Regions from separate parts of the Gasterosteus aculeatus genome. Here region 2 is linked to region 1. A link is a contact called in public Hi-C data. All regions are on one chromosome and are shown on one strand. The core of a region is the stretch at or near the end of the contact, and the rest is flanking DNA. Distances in the headings are between cores, read along the strand shown.

Region 1 (6,742 bases), core at 2,524-5,023:
GTGCCCCGCCGCTGCGGCAGTAAAGGACGAAGAAGAGGAAGGCGACGAGGCAGATGTAAGAGCCGATCACGACATAAGCCCACATGGATTTGAGGGTGCTGCTGTGGCTGATCTGCTTTCCGTGGACGTCAGGCGTGGAGTTGGAGTTGGTCAGTGCGATTCCCGCGCTGCTGTTGGGCCCAAACAGCAGCTTGGCGATGATCGGAGACACAAAAGCCCCGGCCGCAAAGCTGAAGTGCAGCGCCTGCATGTGAGGACCCGCATGCTCGCCCCATGTATTCAGGATGAGGACGTTGCCACCTGACGGAGACAGGATGCAGTAGACGGTGATTAACGTATATAAAACGAATTATAATTGTGAATGTGCTCTTTCAGAAGGTTGAATTGTCATGGACACAGAAGTTAAGTTTGTCTTCAGGTATTGAAGGTCAAAGTCAAAATTATTATACATTTAATAAGGGTATATCAAAGTGCTCTAAAGTACACAAAGGCAGGGTCCTGTTCCTCGTACGTGGCCAATCAAATGTCCCATTATCCAGCTCAAATCAACCCGACTTGGTTTCTCAAAGGCTGATCTGCTCTCTAAATCTTGTTAATTTGAACCAAACATTAGTCATCAGGATAATTGCGCGTGCATGTCCTACTTCAAAAGGGGGATCACTAAACAGTGGTTTTCTAAGAGTACAAAGCCAAATAAACTCAAAGGAAGAGCCTCTTTTTTCTCCGCTGATCATGAGCGCATAATGAGGAGTTCAAGACCCGATTATGTATATTTGAATCATCATCGCTGACACTGTACAAAAATGTCAGTCGGTGAGGTGGTGTAAGACTTTAAAAGCTCAACGATGTGTGTGTGGTGTTCACCATGTACAAATCGAGAAATGATTGACGACAGCATTGATAGCGCTTGTAGAGTCATCGTGATGTTGTAACGGATAATCTTGGAGAACTCTCTCCCTATAAAACGTTAATGTTACTAATAACGCTCCTTTATCAATGCGGAAGGGAGCTGCCCTTTTTTTCTGGGGGAGAGGCGAGTTTTATCCAGCTGACTCAGCTTGCACCAGAGCATGTAATTGATAATTATCCGGCGAACTCAGTTGGCCATGTACGAGGAACATGGCGCAAGTTGGGTTAGATTTAGAATAATGTGTGCACATAAATAAGTCACTGATGCCCTCAAACTAATATCTGGAAAGAAATCATCTCATATTGTTGAGAAGAGCAAAGATAACAGAATTGAGTTGTAGCTGTGATACACAAACGCAAGTATCTGAAAATACAGACTGTTAATCCCAAGAGAGCCGACTAGCTGCTAGTGGGCTGTTTAGGATGACATCAGGAACAGCTTGTGCATTCAGCAGTTACAGGTAGATTTGCTTCAGGGGTTGGTGAAGACCAAACAGAGCTAAAAGTAACGCGTGTCAAGGTGGAAACCAATGCGACTGCATGAATGTCTCCAGCTGTCAGCAAATTTTACACAGCGTATTGTTCTCAACGGAAAGTAGAGAAGGTCAAAACAAGTTCAAACAAGAAAAAGTTCCCAATACGTTCATCTAAACACATGGAGAGGAAACCCGCTTTCATCAGGTAAAATAATTCAGAGGTCTTAGGGGTGCATTGATTGTGTTGGAACTAATAATAACTACTAGCTAATTATATTATTATGGACTATATATGCAAATGTGTCGTGTTACCTGTATCCAGAATACCCATCGATATGCCGATGCTGGACATGAGCCCAGTGAGGAGCAGAGCCTGCTTACAGAAGGGGATGACACACATTCCAACTGACGTCATCAGCATGGAAAAACCTGAAAGGCAACACAATAAGAGGTTTAATTAATCCCTCTCTTTTATATCTACACCATATACGAGCCGGCTCCTCCTAGATGAAGGGTTACCTAGCAGGAGGTGGGGGTTCATGCAGTCGAAGAGAAGTCCACCGAAGAGGGAACCCCCGATGTAGCCCGCCGAGCGACCAACAAAGATGTAGGAAATATTGCTGATGTTCTTCTTCACATTCACAGCCAGATCCTCGAATGTGGGGCCGAGAACAGAGATACTCATCCCCTAGAAACACGGGAAAGCAGCAGGAGTTACAACGAGAGAGTATATTAACTGGTATTCTGCACATTAAAAAGGACATAACTACCCCTGGAAAACCAAACAAATGCTATATGTACCCAACTGTCAGAGGCCAACAGGTTGTTAATTGGTAAGAATAGCAATGGTGGATATTTACACTGGCCTCCTTGGTCACTACTAAATGGAACCAACACTTTCTGGCAAATTTACAGGACTTAAAGGTGCGTACAGTATGTAAAAGTGCAATAGCGGCTTTATGTATAAGCTGAATAGAGGTGAAGCAGGGTCTGTGTACATTTACAGAGGAGCAAGTTTTGCGTCTATGTAAATCTGTTGAGGATCCTGCAACATTCATTTGAGCAAACTGGGTGAAGCACATCGCAGACTGATCCGGCGTGGATGTCTGACCAGCTGCTTCTGATGCAGTAGAGGCCATCATTAAAAATAACGTGAAACGGTGGTATATTCTAGGGGTCGTCGTGGCGCAGGGGGTGAGCGCTGGGAACCGCAAGGTTGGTGGTTCGAGTCCCGACTGCCCCATGTCTCAAGTCGAAATATCCCTGAGCAAGACACCTAACCCCTAATTGCACCCCGGGCAAAATGTAAAAGTCATGGGTTTAAAGTGTAATGTAAGTTGCTTTGGATAAAAGCGTCTGCGAAATGACCTGTAATGTAATGTATTAAACAGGCAGCAGATCACTAAGGTTTGTGGACACTGGCTAAGAACACCTGTTTTGAGGTTAATTTTACCTTGTGGCCCTAGAATGAAGAAACAAAACATAGTCAACCTAACGGAATTGTGCTCCTTGCCGTGGCAGGGTATTAGCAGTATTAATATCTAACATGTACCACATTCTGGTGGCGTTAACTGAAGGCCGGAGGAAACTGACGAATACGTTTTCATGACACACGTCCCTTGGAAAAAGCTAACGAGTTACAGCAGTCCCTTCTACGCATACCAAGCCCAGAAAGGATGCACAGAGCACCAGGGTGACCATCCAGCCCGCTCCCTGTCCGCCGACCACCTCCATCCGGCCGCCCGCTTCGCGTCCGCCCCGTTCTCCGCCGACCACCTCCATTCGGCCGTCGCTCCCCGGCTTCGCCCGCTTCTTGGCCGCCTTCAGCGCGCTCTTCAGCCCCCTCCCGGTATCCTTCCCCTTGTCGAACAAGGTGTCCTCCTCCTGGTCGTTGTCAACGTCATCGTTGTCCTCCATGCTGGCGAAGCGAACGTGCTTCTTTTTGACGGTGTCTCGCACGGCGGAGGAGGACATCCCCGTCGGTTGATCACGCTGCCGGAACACCGTTAAAGGCGCGGATGCGGCAGCGATCGCCGCCTGATGGCGGTGCTTCGGCTTCTTGACGATCTTCCGCGCTTCCTGTTTGTAGAGCTGTCGGTGCTGCGTCGTTCAGAGGTTTTCTTTGGACCCCGCTGCACCGGTCGCACGGGGGACATTCAAGATGGCAACACCAAAGGTAGAGCTGCTGGATCACATCGATCGTCTATTGACACCGAGTCTCACCTGGCGGGGAGAAATTACCCACCTGCTGAATGAAGCGAATAGTAGAACTAGACTGTGACTGGTCAATTCTCTCTAATTAGGACATGTTGGCCTATTATGGGGATACAGATAATATTACAGTAATATTCATCTACTAGGGATGCAATGTTGTGTGCTGGCGTTAATTGTAAGATGGCCCATGGGAGAGATCTCTGACACTACTGCTGCCTCCTTGTTAGGCACTGCTAAGCCTAGCACTGTGGTGTCTTTGATTGACATATTTTCTTAGATCATAAATCAGTTATTTATCGACTGCAGTGTGTATTAATTGCTCTAGGTTGGTTGGACAGCATGTTGTTTCTGTCCTCGACTGCAGTTAGATACAGCATCAGTGTTTACATTTCCAATATCTCAATTTACCAAAATTCGAACAGAACAATACTTGCAACAACACCGACGGTCAATTTGGGTTATTTTTTCCCTGAATTCAGAGCAGTGTGAGACCTCTTTGACACAGATCCGATGCTACAGGAAGTACCAGCCACAGAAGACATGGCGGCCTCTAGTGGTAAGAGCGACAAAGTGCAGAAATGGCCTGAAGCATCGGAGTTTATACCTGATATGAACTTTCTCTATCCTTAATTTACCTAGAAATATAATATTTGACCCCACATGAGATCACAAAGAAGCAGTCCTTAATCAGTTCATAAATCGGTGAGAGATATCTGACGAATCTCGGATCATGTTTAGTTTTACTGCACTTGCACTTAGCCCCACTTTATGGGATATGTATTTATAGCTATGCTTTGCATCTATAGTAATAAAAGTTGATTCAACACTGAATTTTAGTGGATGTGTGTAGCTGCCAGTCACAATTGTGTAGACACAAATTAAGAGAGTCACAGAAAATGTAAAAACTTGATTTTTTCTTTTTTACTTCCTGGAGAATGCTGAAATTCTGATTGCTTTTACAAAATATTACATTTTGTAGTTCAGCCGCACATCTTGCAGTAACTAGGAAAGATAGAATATAGTAATCTTTTAGTAAAAACATTTTTGAGATTATGAGAGCATATAAAACAACAAAAATTAAGGAAAAATGCTGCTAAAAATGTATTCATTCCTATCTGAAATGTTACAGAAGTGAAAACAAAAATAAAAAGAGCCAGTTATGGGGGGTGAAACAATAACAGCAAATTCACAAAGAAAGGCTGAGGCGGACAAGAAAAGCAGTCAAAAAACAAACTTACGTCATACATGCACATCGTGACACAAAAAATAAAGATAGGGTTTAAGTTGAAAGGCAATAGATTCCATCATAACATTTAAATACATACATGGCTCTGAGAAAACATATTACAAATGCTCATTTGTTTTAAAGTTTAAAGGGCATTTAAGGTTCTAAGCAGTAAGCACTTCATTAAAGAGCAACGCTTTGGACGGCTAGCTTTGGGAGTTTATTTAGCTTTTCTTTTTTTGGGGGGTGGGGGTTGTTGCGAGTCACTCCGCTCAAACGTGAACGCTGCTGTCATGTAGAAAGAGGGACCAGCATCAGAGGTAGCGAGTGGCCCAGGGCACCAGAGGAGGGGCGGAGAGGACTATGAGGGAGGTGGCGCTGACAGCTCCGTGGGGGAACAGCAGCAGCAACCAAACAGGATTAACACACTTTCAGTAATTTTTGTACAATTTTGGTCTTTGTTAAATTCAGTTTAAGGCTTCAGGCAAATGCCAACTGCAAAAATATAAATAGAATATGAAAGCATTAAAAGCATGAAAAAAGCTCCTGCCTCAGAGGCTAACGGCCGGGGAAGAGAGAATTATTAACTTGACTTTACTGCCTAATGGTCACGTAGTCAAAAGATGCATGTGTAGTACGATGCCTATAGAGGTGAAGAAATACACATCCACCACTATTTGTTTTTATTGTTGGTCCTTTTAAGAGATCATCAGGAGATCGGTCGTTGACATGGCAACGGTTATTTTACGACCTACGGCCGCATTAGCTAATGGGCATGGGCACTTTACCATATCACGTCGCATAAGATGTGCTTTTCCCACTTCCCAGAAGCTCAACATTGTAAATGTGCGTCACACAATGAGATAGCAACTTTAAAAACTTTAAAATACTGCTTGATGTCAATGCAGACGTATACACAAACTGAGTAGTATTACATATTGGTAATGCTCTGGACTTTTGCAGTACTCTTCCTATATTTCATACATGTATTGAATATAACAAACAAATATGCAAGTTCCTTTATAGGTCAAAATCCAACAAGGATACAGCTTATAATTTTTTCAATTAATGTCTTTGGGACAGATCATACAAATGAGATAAAAAATATAAGGAGCAAGCTTTTACAGAGAGTTTTGGATAGAGCCCGCCTACCGGTTTACAGCGTGATGCTAAGCTAACTAGCCATATTTACTTATTTATTTATCAGTGGTATCGATTTTCTCGTATAACTGTGAACGCAAAATTGGTCGAAATGTTCCTTCAAAAGACTTTCAGGTTTAACATTGGCGAGGGTATTTTCAGGCACACGGTTCCATTGTTCCATTGCAAGCAGCCCATCACACTACAATCAGTGCCATGTTCTACAAGGCCTCAATTCCGATGGACAGGCTCAAGCTCTCGTCTTGAGACAATGTGTAAAAAGTTTTAAACAAGAACGAAGAAATCATAAAGCTGCTTCCCTTGAAGTGTGCGAGCGCCTCTACGGCTCAAGCCACGAAGCCAGAGCTTTATGGCTAACTCTAATGATGACCTCTAAATTCCCCAAAGCACTCTGCGTCGCTTTTCTTTAAATACTATGAACAGATTACCCCTAGACAGTACTAACTTATTTGGCTTTAAGCGACAATAAAGATGGCAGGTTAGGGAGAAACCTTTAGCAGGTGGATTTGAGTCAAGTTACATTCCACACATCACACTGGGTATAATCAATTTAATTAATTTATATACTCTCATTTCTACATGAAAACTGACTGTAAAGACTCCTTTCCCTTAGCAAGGCCATCCCAAAGTTTTTCTAGACGTGCATCGGCAGCTTCTACACTGCATTGTGAGCACACCATGTCCTCTCTCCCTCTTGGCAAAAGAACAAAGAAAACATAAATAGTAGTCTCCGTTTCCATTTAAAACCTCTAAGTTT
Region 2 (6,742 bases), core at 2,464-4,963, 93 kb after region 1:
TTAAACATACTCAAATCTGCTTACAGTACTATACTGTACTGTTTTAGTTCTAAGCATTTATAAGATTTATAGCAATAATCACAACACATTATAAAGCATTTTTATGACTAATAAGTATTATAATAATTCATGTGTCAGATTCTTCAAAGGATAATAGTGTATTACACTGTGGGTGAGTGGGGAGCACGGTCCTCCTCAAATCAGAGGGTTGGCAGTTCGATCCCAGGCCTGGCTAACTCGCATGTCGATGTGTCCTTGGGCAAGACACTTAGCCCAACATTGCTCGTGTAGCTGCGACTACAGTGTGTGAATGTTAGTTACTGATGGGCAGGTGTGACTGTGTATGGTAGATCCTGTCATCAGTGTATAAATGGGTGAATGATGTCATGTAGTGTTAAACTGACTCTTTGCTGTCCTTGCTCCGAAATGGTGGAATGAGCTCTCTGATGACACCAGGACCGCAGAGAGCCTTCACATCTTCCGCCGCAAACTAAAGACACACCTCTTGAGACTCTACCTCGACTAAAAGACTAACTTATTGTAGAACTTAAATTGTACATATCTATAGCAAATTGTAAATTGGCATATTTGAGGAAATTGCACTTTCTTGTTTCTTGCTCTTCTGAGTTTGTATCCCTATGGTTGAATGCACTTATTGTACAGTCCATTTCCCATTTATAATTCCCACATTTGTAATGTATTCTAATATTTTATGAATAAGAATCACTTTTGTGTTCAAATTTGTTGCAATACAATTTGATCATAACTCTACTTATTGTTAAGCATAGACCATTTAAAAGACATGTTAATTGTGATGTCACTCATTGGTTAGTGGACTGGCGTTTCGTAGCCTCAAGCTCGCCTTACAGGCGTTTTATATCTACCAATGAACATAGGTTGTAATAATTTTAATGTGGACGAGCGGCTCACAGACACCTCAAGCATACTCACTTTCTGGTCTAATTGGATCTAAATAGACTATGATGTACAAAATGAACATGCTGCATTGAAAAGAGATTAAACTAGACATTTAGAGGAGAAACTCATGTGTACTGAGGAAATAAAGCAAGTGAGAAGTAGTAATTTACACATAGACTACGCTAAAATCTGACTATCAATCTGATGGGCAATTTTATAACACTTATATAACGCTCTGCATCTAGACGCTCACCCTGTCATGTATTGATATAAATGGGTCAGGCCTCAAAAACTCTGTATCCTATATTTCCCATAGTAATAGGGATCTTATTATTAAGGAATCCATTTTTTTCATTTCAAGCATACACAAATATCTAGTATTTTTAATTTTTAATTAGAACCTTTACTCTTTCAATTAGCCTCTGCATTGCTTATGCTAATTGATGTTCATGTGTAAATCACTGTAAATCACTTTTTTTTTACCATGCATATGAACTCAAATTCACATATATTAATAAGGTTTCATACTGTATTTTTCAGTCTAATCATAGCACATCAAAACATGATCATACAAAAAGTCAAATTACTAGTGATTAGCACTAGCAATTTGCTTAAAGTTGCATCGTTTGAGGTGCTCACTGACGTGTTTTCTCCTCTCTCTCTTTCATTCAGCTCTCTGGCTCCCGCCTTGGTTACCAAAGCAGCATCCAAGGTTCCACTCAGCCCCAAGGCACCATGGGATACTCGTCATCGTCCCAGCAGAGCTCCCATTACTCCCACCAGACCCACCGTTACTGAGGCGCCACGTCACTCCTGAACCAGGACTACCCTCCAGCCTTTCATCAAAACCTCAGCAGCCGTCCCTGCGTCCCCCCCGTCATTCAGCCCTCGCTCACTTTCGACCTCATTTCCTGACGGCCTTCAACGACCCGGCAACATCGGAGCCAAGACAATCTAGCATGACTTCCGGCTGGTGATTAGAATGTAAGACAGATGTGAAGGTGTCTCACACTGACTCAGAACCACAGCACTTACAAACACACCGTTCCTTGCCAGGATCAAATCGCATCTTTGTTTATACAAGTGCATTATATAGCTACTTTTTCTCAATGTAATTATTTTTGGGGGTTTTACCCTTATTTGCTTAGTTTACCTTAATAGAAGTCATTGGAAATATCGACACACGTAGAAGTGATTGCACGGAAGGAAACGCAGGAGGAAAAGCCCTTTTTTTTTCAGATTACACTAGAGATGAGAATCTCTCTCATAATCAAAATGGGAGCTTAAGCTAACCCTGTACTTTTGAAGAAAAAAAACACATGTTTCTACACAAAAACAAAAAAAATCAGCACCTAAACTGATGTAATTTCAGGGAAATAATAAATGCAAAAATTTCACTTAATCTTATGATAGGGTTTCTGTGGTTAGACCTCTCTTTACCTAGATATGGGGAAGTGAAAAAAGAGGGAGTCAGTTCTGTATATTCTGATTCACTCCGCTACCTAGCTAAGATTTGACAGATCTCTGTTTCCCTTGACAACGGCAGCCTTTTTTCAAGGATGTTGGACTCTTCTCGTTGGCGGCCAGCAGCTCCAGACTGTTTTTCTGGTTCGGGAGCTGCCAGTTCCACACTTTCAAGGTTGATGAACACGATTGTGCGCATTTAAATGTACAGGGCAGCTATTAGTGTGGCCCCCACCACACACACACATCAAACTATATGCCTGATGTCCAATTTTTTAAAGGTTTCAATGTTATCATTGTTGCCCTGTGAGTGTGTGTGCATGTGTGTGTGTACAGTATGCTTTGTTATGCATGGTGGTTATCCTTTGCGTTACTAGGATGGCACTGACTGCTAGACGTTCCTGCAGAGAACTGTAAAAACTAATTTGTGGATGAGTTTCATTCTGTTCCACTCCGACCCTGCAGCCATTTGGCTGAGACTGGAGCTCATTTGTAAAATGTATTTTTAATATAATTTTTTTTTTGTGGCCACGCCCCATTGCCCTCTACAGACCAGCCGCCGCTGGCTAGGAGTTAACTAAGCTTACATGCAGCTGTAAGGTACAATTTTGAAGGTGCAGGTGCTTAACTTTTCTCCTTTTCACTCTTTCATGTAATACTTATTCTCCATAACATTTATCTAAGAGATGGAAGTACTAGTTACTAGTTCACATGTAAATTATGATGTATTCATCCCCACAAATAGCTCCTCATTTTGTTTTTGGAATAATCAAGTTTTATTTGATTATAATTTGAGTGCAGCCACCACTGAAGTCCTTGTCAGTTCTTTTTCTATTTCAAATGTTAGATAAACATTTGAAATAGAAAAGTTAAAATACTCTTTGTGCCATAACAGTGTTTAGGACATAGCAATAGCCAGAATTGTATATTAAAGATTGAAGCTTTTGTGCTCTTAAATTGAATTGCCGAGATTATATAAAGTACTTCAAAGTAGCTGCACCTCACAAGAGCAAATCCATTTTCGTAGTAAGACATTTTTACTTTTAATGCCTTAAGTAAATTCAGCAGAAGATACCATAGTAGGATTTATTGCAAGCCTTTTACTCTTAAAGACTTATTTTGTATTGCTATATTGTTGTTTAATCAAAGCATCTGCAAACTGAAGTGAGACAATCCTCCCTGCACAAGTAAAAGTGAGGTAGTTTTTGTATTTTTTTATCCCACGTCGATCCTTTTTTGTTTCCCCATAACTTGCTCCATTCTCACTGGCCGTGCTCGGTCACATGACCAGCCATCAGGCAGATTGTATTGCAGAATGCTCCCATTGACTCGACTGTAACTGCGTGTTGGCAGTACAGAAGTGGAGCCAGCAGGGTTTGCAGGGGCCAGATGTGTGGCCTGCAGTAGGATAAGAACACATTGACACCTTGTGGCTGAAACGAGAACTGGCCTTTGTAAGAAATTATCAATATTGTTTCCAGAATATTTCATGCATTGATATTAAGATGCGTCTCTAAGTCTCCTCAGTGACTCCTCAGTGATCCCTGCTGTCCCTTACTGGGTCCGTCTCTGCACCAGTCGGCTTACTACAGTCTCGCAGAAGTTCAGTTTTCATGTCACAAAGACAATGTCCGTGTATTTGCAAATAAGGTTGTGTATGAGTCATACTTTGGTCCAATACACATTAGATCTGCTTTGGTCTCCAACTCCTTCATGTAAATATCTGACTCTTTAGCAGCTTGATTGCTCATTAGATTAATTAGATTCAGCTCGTCAAAGTGCCACAGATGGTAAGTGACTCTACGCTTGTTACATAGGGTCTTTTCAAAATATACTTCCACCATGGGTGCTTGATTTTCGTGTTTAATGACGGCATTAGGATTTTTAAAAAGAGTGGGCTTTAAATATTATTGTTGCGTAATTGGTATTGTGAATGAGGTATAAAAAGATGCCGGTTTCACACAGGACATGGATTGCGTTCTCCTGGGTGAAAGTCCCGGGTTACTGGGCCTCATCCACCTAACCCTTTCCACACGTTTTGACGCCAAGTGGGCACCGCCCCCGGGATGGTAATTGTGTTGTGAGGGAGGACGGGTTGGATTGACAGCTAGTTTTCCTGCTGCTGGATGCTGCTGGATAAGAGCAAAGTTTTGTGTGGCTTGAAAACCTAAATAGATTTTGGGAGGAACCGAAGAGTCGATCCTTCTCTGTGCATTTCACACTGTGACATCAGTGATTTGATCAATTGTTAACACATAAATGACAATACATGCAGCTTTAAAACCAAACTCTAGGTTACATGATGTAGACATAAAATATTTTGTCAGGGAGCTCTTCTAAATTTGTGTCGCTTTAGTAGTACGCAAATCCGTGGGGACGTGCTCTGCTTCCTTTTTTTTGGGGAGGAATCCGAACCAGCAGTTATTCAAATGTTTTCTCCTCCCTTTCATATGTGTATTGTAAAATCAAACTGCTTATCAGACAATTTCTCTCTGGTGGTGTATTATGGTTATAAGTATTATTGAGCAATTGACAAATTACTGTCAAACAACTCCTATGCAAAAAAAAAGAAATTCAAATAAAATCCCAGACTACAGCTTTCACTGAGGATGCTTCAGTTTCTGCAGTTCTCAGCTTCTAGTAGATGTTGATGGGTGTATTGTGTAGAACTTGAATTCAAAAGTACGAAACAGCGCTCCTCTTATCTCATCCTTTTCCACTGAGGTCAAAAATGTACTCTAAATGAAACTATTGTAAAGAAATGCATATACTGTATACATGTATATGGATACTATATGATCATATTTATTATTTACATGCGTTGATGGATAATGCACATGTTTTCTTAACTGTCCTCTGCCTTAACTATAGTAGCTGTAGAACAGGGACATCTGTTAGACAAAACCGGTGTCACTACACATTATTTCTTGTTCTTTCCTCTCTAAACGTGCTGACTATTTACTAAATGTGGCTCTGCGTTCGATAGAATGAAGACGATGCCGCTTGCGCATATGTGTCTCCTTGCTTTGTTCTTTTTACAGGAATGATAATGATGTACGCCTTTATTCGTGTGGATGGTGCCTTGTTTGGCGTTGGAGATTTTTTTTAAAAATCGTATGTATTTTCACACCCTTCCCCTGTCGATGTTATGTCTTCTTCTCTCCTCATTACTATGTAGTATATTGTACTCTACGTAATGTGGAACACTAGCAGCGAAATAACCGTGTGTTATTCCAGTCTCAATCCCTAAAGACAACTTTCTTTCTTTTCTCTTGTCCTTCCACATTATTGACGCGCAAGTATGTTTTGAAAAGCTGTTAAGACAACGCATTTTAGAGATTTTCTCATTGGGATACGATAATTGTCTTTTTAATGCACTGTTATTGTTAAGCTTTGAAGTGGTAAATAAAAATAATAATTTAATGTTTGTTGTTTAATGTCACGCTTTTGACACTAGGTTACAATGCCGTGTGTGTGTGTTCCTCTTTTTTGATACTGCTGCACTTGTCTTGACAAAAAAGTAATGTATATTCATTTTATATATTTTTTGGTCTCACAGACTTTTGCTGCAGCTAATCAGTGTGGCTGATCTGTTTCGCGACTTCATCACACCCAGGGATGACTGGATACAGCACAGTCATCTTTAACATGTATTTGGCATGTTTGTTGTATTTTTTGATGTAATCTTTTAAACTAAAGATCAACTTAGTAGCTTTTTTTTAATTCATCACATGAGCCGCCACCATCACAACAAAGGTGCAAAGGGACTTTAGTTTGTGGTGGTCACAAAATTGAAAAGTCACGTTAACAATGAATCATTTCAATTGTAGTCTATAAGTGCAGTGTATTGTATTCCACCTGCATCCTTGTTACTATCTATTAGTAACAAAAGACAGATGTCATCAAATGACCATCCACAAAAACTAGGACCGTTTTAAAACATGTTGATACTGATGATACTTCTTTTCAATATCTCAAGAGGCAAACGGGAGGGTTTTCTGTATTTTAAGACATTTACGAGCAGAAGGTAGTTCATTACAGGGAACAGGTTGTTGTCTTTTTCGTCATAACGAATACGATTCATGGTTAAAGGACATAAAGAATAACCAATATTTTTTCTACATTTTTTCAGCTTTTGCTTAATCCTGTCTCCGTTCGCAACAAACTCTAATAACACCATCCCTCTCTCTGGAGCTCCAACTGACGTTTCTGCCGCCATACTGGTGTCACATGACCCAATACCAAGCCGGCCGGATGAGGGGATGGTATGGTTCTGTCCATAATATCCTCAGACACTAATAACAATGTGAGCTGATCAATGGCAACAACAAGCACTTTTATTGAATGCACTTTGACTCAT

Evidence for each region. Hi-C and Micro-C count contacts between places; a contact is called where the count stands out from the background.
Region 2: a contact with region 1 is called in a Hi-C map of whole body, with 2.8 times the contacts expected there. The contact joins the enhancer-like site here to the promoter of slc60a2b in region 1. A contact is called at or near these places in 2 of 6 Hi-C or Micro-C datasets (skeletal muscle and whole body).

Annotation. Positions count from the first base shown.
Region 1 is chr18:4,674,313-4,681,054 of fGasAcu3.hap1.1, forward strand. It overlaps slc60a2b (solute carrier family 60 member 2b), which reads right to left and starts at 3,774. Exons shown (of 4, transcript XM_040161231.2): 1 at 3,048-3,774; 2 at 1,905-2,073; 3 at 1,698-1,814; 4 at 1-300. The coding sequence starts at 3,359. It overlaps slc16a10 (solute carrier family 16 member 10), which reads right to left. Exons shown (of 6, transcript XM_040161232.2): 6 at 4,501-6,742.
Region 2 is chr18:4,767,833-4,774,574 of fGasAcu3.hap1.1, forward strand. It overlaps cdk19 (cyclin dependent kinase 19), which reads left to right. Exons shown (of 13, transcript XM_040161480.2): 13 at 1,591-4,955. The coding sequence ends at 1,716. Among protein-coding and RNA genes, the nearest start is that of tab2, 17 kb to the right of the region's middle. Within about 2 kb of position 3,714, at least 8 of the 9 cell types and tissues checked have open chromatin away from gene starts, as enhancers often do.